Linked DNA regions of Sus scrofa: region 2 is linked to region 1. The links are chromatin contacts, called in public Hi-C maps. All regions are on one chromosome and are shown on one strand. The core of a region is the stretch at or near the end of the contact, and the rest is flanking DNA. Distances in the headings are between cores, read along the strand shown.

The links. Hi-C and Micro-C count contacts between places; a contact is called where the count stands out from the background.
Region 2: a contact with region 1 is called in a Hi-C map of liver, with 2.4 times the contacts expected there. The contact joins the promoter of RARS here to the promoter of PANK3 in region 1. A contact is called at or near these places in 1 of 5 promoter capture datasets (fetal liver), 4 of 47 Hi-C or Micro-C datasets (blood, heart right ventricle, liver and 1 more) and 1 of 2 datasets of contacts at active chromatin or transcription factors (alveolar macrophages).

Annotation. Positions count from the first base shown.
Region 1 is chr16:55,312,013-55,315,738 of Sscrofa11.1, reverse strand. PANK3 (pantothenate kinase 3) reads right to left here and starts at 2,406. Exons shown (of 7, transcript XM_003134072.4): 1 at 2,069-2,406. The coding sequence starts at 2,096.
Region 2 is chr16:55,410,213-55,414,321 of Sscrofa11.1, reverse strand. It overlaps RARS (arginyl-tRNA synthetase), which reads left to right and starts at 2,246. Exons shown (of 15, transcript NM_001244260.1): 1 at 2,246-2,307; 2 at 3,546-3,680. The coding sequence starts at 2,263.

The DNA of each region.
Region 1 (3,726 bases), core at 1,157-3,656:
TTTTAGTTATTAGTGCTGCTCTAAGGATTCAATCTGCAATGCATGTAAAGATAGTGCTTTACAAACTAAGTGCTCACTATTTATAATTACTAAAAAAAAAAAGAAGCCCTGAACAAGAACTCAAAAACAAAACAAATGCATCTTTAGCTAACCTGAATGGTTTAAAATATCAGAAACAGCACTTTCCATATACACACACACACATATATTTCCACGACAGTTCATAACTGCAATACTTTCTTGCCCACCCCCCCCACAAAAAACCAAGATGGTCTTTGTTTTTACTATAAAGAATTGAGTAGACAATAAATTCACTTTTTATATATAAGGGGAAAATGTTATTTCTGACTTCTAAATTACATTAGCTGACTTTTTTTCCAGCATAATTCCATTTTAACATTAACACATAACACAATGTAGTAATAAGCAAATTACTTCTAAAATATAGGTGTTCTTTTATTTCTCAATCTACAGTTTATAACTTTTAAATGTTATCTTTGCTAGATATAAAATACCTTTGACAGACATGGTATCCACAACTGATTACAAGTCTGTTCAAATCAAATCACTGTCATTGCAAAAATAAAATACCATAAGGGTCAGAACGCTTGCCATAATTAAACTCATTTTACTAAAAGGAAACTCTCTGAAGACAAGCAGAGAAAACGTATGTGTTGAGGGAACATGTCCAATTGTTCTACATTACTGCATCTGTTCAAGATTCATTTAATTCAGCAAATGCAAATTAGAAGTGTTTCTATATTACTGTAGTTTAAGCCTTCACATCACTATTTTACAGACTCCTGAGCAAGAACTCTTTAGCTATCATTTAAAAAAAAAAGGTTTTAATGGGCAGGTAAAACTGCCAGATCAGCAAGGTTTGTGATTCTTTAAGTATTTAAAGTATGCCCTACAGGTGCAAAAGGAAGAACACAGGACCATGAGTAAGCCCTGAACCTCATTTAACAGAATTGGTGGGTGCAGCCTTGGAAGAAGGTACTATGGGGCGCAATAAATTCAATTTCCTCAGCAGAGTTAAGACCAGATTACCTCACGTTTAAATAAGAGCAGTTTTCAGAGTGCTGGGATGTGGCCTCTCCGTGGAGGTTTTCGAGAAACCTGTCCGCACGAAGCTGATATCGGTGCTGGTTTATAGCAAATTTCCTAAAACTGTAAGGAGGATCACACGACACCGTAATATGGCAAAACACCAATACAGTGCTAAGCTAAAAGCACTCCTAGCTCCTCTAGAAGAATGTATTTCAAGTAAGACAGCCACAAAGGCCGAGTGATTAAATACTCCACTTACCGGAGCAAAAGGTTTTGAAAAGGCTAAAAACAAAAGGAAGCAAATAAAAGTTGATCCACTGTCCTAAAATATGGAAAGAACTTTTTTTTGAAAGTACATGCTATCAAGTCCTAGAAAAAAATCTCTATTTGAGTAGTCTACCAAAATATTACTAGTGGCAAGCTCTGACTGGCGGGAATACGAGGGACTTTAACCTTTACTTGTGTTTTTTAAAAGACAAACTTGAACTAGTAGTTACTCGGAACAAAAACAAACCAGGGCAATTATCCACTGTATGTTCCACACACGTGTGTTTAAAAGCCTCAGTTATAACAACAATGACAACTCCTAGGAACCCACCGAGATTTCAAGGACACAAGCAGAAAGCTCGGAAATCAGTTTAAAAAAAAAAAAAAAGGTGGTGGCAAATGTCCCCGCGCAATTTGACATCCGTGACCAACCATTTTCAACTTCGGAGAAAACTGGGAACGCTGTCTGGTAGATCTCGTCTTGCTTGGCAAAACCCGACACAAAAAATTCTCCCTTTCCCTCCCAGATCTCGAGGAGGAAGTGGGAGGAAAGGCCTGGGGGCGGCAAGCGCTCCGGTGCGAGGATGGGGAGTGAGCCTCCAACCGAGTGCTCAAAAAGTCCCTCCGCCCCCATCCCGTGCAGGGCGCCGACCGGGAGCGACCGACTTCGAACCAGGCCCCTCCGCCAAGAGGCTTCCAGACGGGGCCCAACGTGCCCTCCCAACCCGACAGGCCCAAGCCCTCATCTTACAGGGTTTCTTGGCATCCTTAATCTTCATGGCGTCGGCCTAAGAGAGGAGAGGCAGCCTTCGGGTCCGACTCGCAGAGGGTAGTGGCGGAGACTGGAGGTGGCTGGGCCGCGCGGGGAGGCCCGGCCGGTTCCTCCCCTCGGGCCGGGCGGGGCGGGCCAAGGGCGGGGCGGCGGCGCCTGAGGCGAGGCCCGGCCCAGGGGGCGGCCCCCCCACCCCCGCGAGGGGCGGCCGGGACCGAGGGAGCAGGGGAAGGCCGCCGGCCTCGCCGCTCCGGGCCCCCCGCCGCCGCTCAAACAAAAGGCCCCGGTCCCCCAAGCCACCGCCGCCGCCGCACTGAGAACTAGCCCGCCCAGGCCCAGCGTCCACGTGACGAGAGCACCCCACCCCCCTCTCCGCTCTCCGCCGGCTGCTGGGGATTGTAGTTCCCCAGGTCGCAAGACCCCGCTCTCAGGCTGCAGCGGTACAGATGGACTACAAAACCCAGGATGCATCGCGGCTCCTCCTCCCAGTCCCCTCCGCTTCCGGGGATCGCCTCAGAGTGGCCCCAGAGAGGAGGGGGCGGGGCCTTAATCACGCCAGCGGCTAGGAGACCAATAGTGGCTGATGTGGGCGGGCTGCGGAAGTCTAGAGCTCAAGCCTCGCCCAGTCGGCGAGAAAGAAGGAGAAGGGGACGTCTTGCTTGTGTTGTAATGGCTGTTTTGCAAGTGGCAGACTTCCTCTAGAGGCAAAAAAACGTGGTTATTGTGCCAAGGAGGGCTCTAAATACGGGGCTCTAGAGCCGCTCTTTAGACAAACCAGTGAGTGCGTTTGCAAATTAAAGTCATCCTCGAAGGAATCCCCTGGCTTAATTGAGACACCTCCAAAGCTGGTGTTGGAATAATGATTATCATAATAGTATACGGTAATGATGATAAACACTTTTGGGGAATTATTTAAGTTAATTCAATAACTTTGTAAAGTGCGTGCATTTATTGTCCATCGCTGTTTTTTTTTTTTTTTTTTGGTTTTTTTTGGGAGGGGTATGGAACTCTTCACGTATTTGCGTGTCATCCTTGCGCAGGGTCCATGCTAATGTATATCATTCCAGTTTTGTGCTGCCAAAGCGAGCACTATCTATTGCTAATTTCGAAGATGGGACAAGATCTGAGAAGTTAAGTCACACGTGGGGCACGTGTTCTTTGCCACGGGTCCACGGTTCCCTTCAAGGGGCTTTGTAGCCCAGCTTCCCCTTCCAATGAGGAAATTGATTCCTAGAGAAGAAAATTAAGCGCTCTAGTTCTTACTCTTGTCCCGCCGTCTCCTAGATTCTGAGTCTTACAGCTGGAATGGAACGGAAGTCTTCTGGCTTCCCCTCCTCCAGTTAGCTGACCAGGAATTTAGTGACTTCGAAATAGGTGGTTTGAGAGTCGGCAATGGAGGATTGAGCTTTATGGCCCCTTCTTTGTGGAGGATATGACAAGGGTTTTGAGTAAGGACTGGAAGGGACACAAACCATCATTTAGGGATTTTGTACTAAGAGTTAGCACTTTACAGAGTGCTTTCTTTACTTTTAAATTTTTAACTTAAATGTAGTACTCACAACCACCCTTTGAAATGTAACTCAAAGTTGAATTCCCATATCGTTTTGTTTGGACAACTTGGTTACAAAGTCGAGGAG
Region 2 (4,109 bases), core at 997-3,496, 99 kb before region 1:
ACTAGGAACCATGAGGTTGCAGGTTCGATCCCTGGCCTTGCTCAGTGGGTTAAGGATCTGGCGTTGCCGTGAGCTGTGGTGCAGGTCGCAGACAGGTTCTGATTCCGCATGCTGTGCTCTGGCGTAGGCTGGCAGCTACAGCTCCATTGGACCCTAGCCTGGGAACCTCCATATGCCAGGAGCGGCTCAAGAAATGGCAAAAGACAAAAAAAAAAAAAAAAAAAAAAAAAAGACCCTACCCTATAAATAGAGCCACATTCTGAGATACATATGTATTTGAAGAGAATACAGTTCAGTCCACAACACCTTCCCTTTGAAAAACAAAAATGAGGCATTCCCGTTGTGGCCCAGCTGAAACAAATGACTTGGCCAGCTGAAACAAATCTGACCAGGAACCATGAGGTTGCGGGTTCGATCCCTGGCTTCACTCAGTGGGTTAAGGATCCAGTGTTGCTGTGAGCTATGATGTAGGTCACAGACACGGTTAGGATCTGGCATTGCTGTGGCTGTGGCCAGCGGCTAAAGCTCTGATTCGACCCCTAGCCTGGGAACCTCCATATGGTGCAAGTGAAGCCCTAAAAAGTGGAAAAAAAAAAAAGAGAGAGAGAGAGATATCTTCGCTTCCCCATCCAATCATTCCCACTGTATTCACTAGGAAATTAAATATCTCTGCCGTCACTTACAAATTCCTATATGCTTTGCTTTTGGAAATCTTTCCATCCATGCTCATATCCAATCCCCCTCTCTGTTATCAAATAAATGTCTGTCTCAGACCATTTGCATTCACTATTCTCTCTGCCTTGAACCACCCCCCCTGCAACCCCCCCCACACACTCTTCATTACATTAATAAACAGTTTTTGGGAGTTCCCGTCTTGGCCCAGTGGTTAACGAATCGAACTAGGAACCATGAGGTTTCGGGTTCGTCCCTGCCTTGCTCATGGGTTAAGATCCAGCGTTGCTGTGAGCTGTGGTGTAGGTTGCAGACCGTGGCTCGGATCTGTGGCATTGCTGTGGCTCTGGTGTAGGCAGGCAAGCAACCAACAGGCTCCAACTAGGACATCCTAGCCTGGGGAACTCTGCTCATTAAGGCCGTGACAGAGTGCGGGCTCGCTCACACAGCACAGCCCAACTAACCATAACCAAAGCGAGTGCGGCCTCAAAAGACCGCCCCAAAAAAAGACAAAAAAAAAAGAAAAGAAACAGTTTTTGAGCAATTCCTGTGACAAGCACTGCTCTAGGTGAATGCTACATGCACTTCGGGGTATAGAAGACTCTCTAAGGAGTCTGTGGGGATACATTAGAAGAGTCCATTTACAGGTCATGAGTTTGTGTGTACTCTTTTCTAAACTTGGTCTTTTTTCTCAGACCCAGGACAACTGAGGAACTCCCCAAATGGCCCAACCCCCCCTCATTAAATACCATCTTCAGCCAAAGACAGAGGAGGATTTGGGGGGTAATGTTTTGAGTTTTCGAAGGAGAGGAAGGCAATTCACATAGGGCTGGGAAAGCAAATGGCTGGTACACAAGTGTTTGCTGAGACTTGCAGAGACAATGAGACAAGAGCAGAATCTGATCTCCAGGCCCTGCCAAGTCTCACCAAACCCACTCCCGCCATAAAATTGGCAGATATGTCTGGTGATGGCTTTATTCCCGGAACAGGCACCTTAAATTCTTCAGGCAGCTAAGGGGTAGGTAAAAAGAAAGACTTCCTGAGTCTTCTGTTTCATGAAATAATCAGCCTAAAATAATTCTCACACCAAAGAGACACATTTTGCAGTAGCAAATTTTGCTCACCTCTATGAAAGCAAGGACCTTATCTGACTTTTTTCCACCTGTGTCCTAGCCCCTCAAAGAGTGCCCTCATACTAATGTGCATAGTAAATGCTGTTGAATGAATGGATTTTGTTAGTTCTGTACCCATTTCACGGAAGGGTGAAATAAAGCCCTTGAGAGACAGAGGCTTTAGCGAAATGCCTCTGCCCAAGTCAGTTAAACACAGCGCAGCTTTGATCCGATTCGCTTCAAACCCTCTGTCCCAACATTGGAACCTAAAGGTTCGGATGCTGGCGGATAATTCCCTGGAGGTTCTCCCCGCAGTGTCTCCTAGATTCCACCAGGGGGCAGCAGAGACAACAACAGCCCGTCAGCCTTGAGACGGCTGGGCGGGACCTTGCGGGACGAAGAGGGAGGGGTTCCGCTTCCGTGCGAGGCTTGTTACTTCCCCTTCCGGCGAGTTGGTGGGTAGGACGCTGGCGAGAGGATGGACGGCTTAGTCGCTGCCTGCTCCGCGCGGCTGCTGCAGCAGGTAGCGCCGCGTGGCGCCGTTGGGAAGGTTTGGAGGGCAGGGACCAGGGCCCAAGATTCCGCCCGGGCATCGACGGGACGGCGGCAGCGAGGCGGGGACCGGCCTGCTTCCTCAGACTCGGGCAGCGGGGTCCCGAGACCCGGGCCCGCGCTGCCTCGGAGGCTAATGCCCTCCCAGGAACGCTCTCCCAGAGGTGGGAGGGGAAGAATCCAGGGTCCCCAGGCCCAGTCGACTGGCATTCAACCAAGGGAGGGTCCCCTTCTCTCTGACTTCCCCAAACCAGCGTTTCCGGGGGGCTGCTGGAGCCTGGCGTGTTGAGTCCCCCCCCCCCCCCCGTCTCGATCAGTGCCCATCCTTCCGGAACACGCGCGGGAAGCGCGGGAACAGGGAGAGAGGAAAGTGAACTAAGAGCGGAAGCCCCAGGACTCGTTTGCAGCTCAGCCACCGCCCTCTCCATGATGCTGAGCAAGGGCTGTCCTGAAAAGCCCATGGAGTGGCTCATTATCCAGCAGGAGCTGGCTCTCTTGACTTCAGTATTCGTGGGGAGGAAACTGTCATAGCTTGTTGAAAGTGACAGTTCCCTTACCCTCTAGGCTAGGTAGGGTGGGCGGGAGGGGGTAATGGGGGAGTAGTTGAAGGACTCCTGTCTCCTCAAAGGAGCTGCTTTATACCACGTCTGTCATGGCATACAAGTTGGTCAAGTAAATGGGCAAGTTCTTCAGCGTTCTGAGTCATAGGGTCTTTGTCCGTGGGGATGTAAGTACCCTCTCATTGGGTTGTGATACAAATTATAGAGATAATTTCCGAAAAGTGTTTAGCCCAGTGCCTGGAACGTAAGATAAGCTCACGCATGGCAGTGTATTTTGGCTGTCTTATGCCCTGGTAAATGTTCTGACATTCAAATGAGAGTCTCTCCCTTAGGAATGCAGTTGGGTTGGAAGTGTTATTTTCTTTGCATTGGCCTTATCCCTTATTGGCCTTGATATGAGGCCTATGCCACAGCATGCCAGCACCCCTGTTGCTCTCCCTCAACACACACCCTTGACTTTTTTCTTATCAAGGATACTATCCTAACGTCCTCAGACATTTCAAGGAGGAATAATCGCAACTTATCAAAGGGAAAGTCCTTCATTCCTGTCTCCTCCGCCACACCCAGGTGGAGAGGAGGAAGTAGGTTTCACAGCATGTGGATATCATTCCTGAAGGATGGACTGAACGAAGTGCCTTTTCTTTCACAGGAGAAAGAGATTAAGTTTCTGACTGCTGAAATTGATCGGTTGAAAAATTGTAGCTGTTCAGAAGCTTCTTCAAATTTGGAGCGATTGCGGGAGGAAAATTTAAAATTAAAGTATCGGCTGAATATCCTTCAAAAAGTGAGTATTCTGCCATCTGGTTTCATTCTAAAGTTTGAATTGTCGTGTCTCTTTTCAAAACGGTTGTTACTGAAGATTCTGAAAGATCCTCAAATACCCTGAGGAATTTGGCACCAGGAGTAAAGAACCCTCTCCTTTTTCCCTGCATTAGACAGGTTAGGACTAAGTGTTGGTGCAAATAATGGAGAAATCACTGTTGTCTTTCCAGGGCCTTTTGAAATGTTTCGTCATACTAAATGCTTGGCCAGCTCGTTTTTAAATAATTGCCTTTATCAAAGTGAAATATTTAAAAATACACCCACAGTCCTTCTCTGCCCTAAGTTGGTTATTTTATAATTTTATTTTTACAATGTCCTGTATTTTTATTTTTCCACTTAGAATTTCAGAACATCTTTTTAATAATAAGCTTGTGCCATATTATTTAATGAT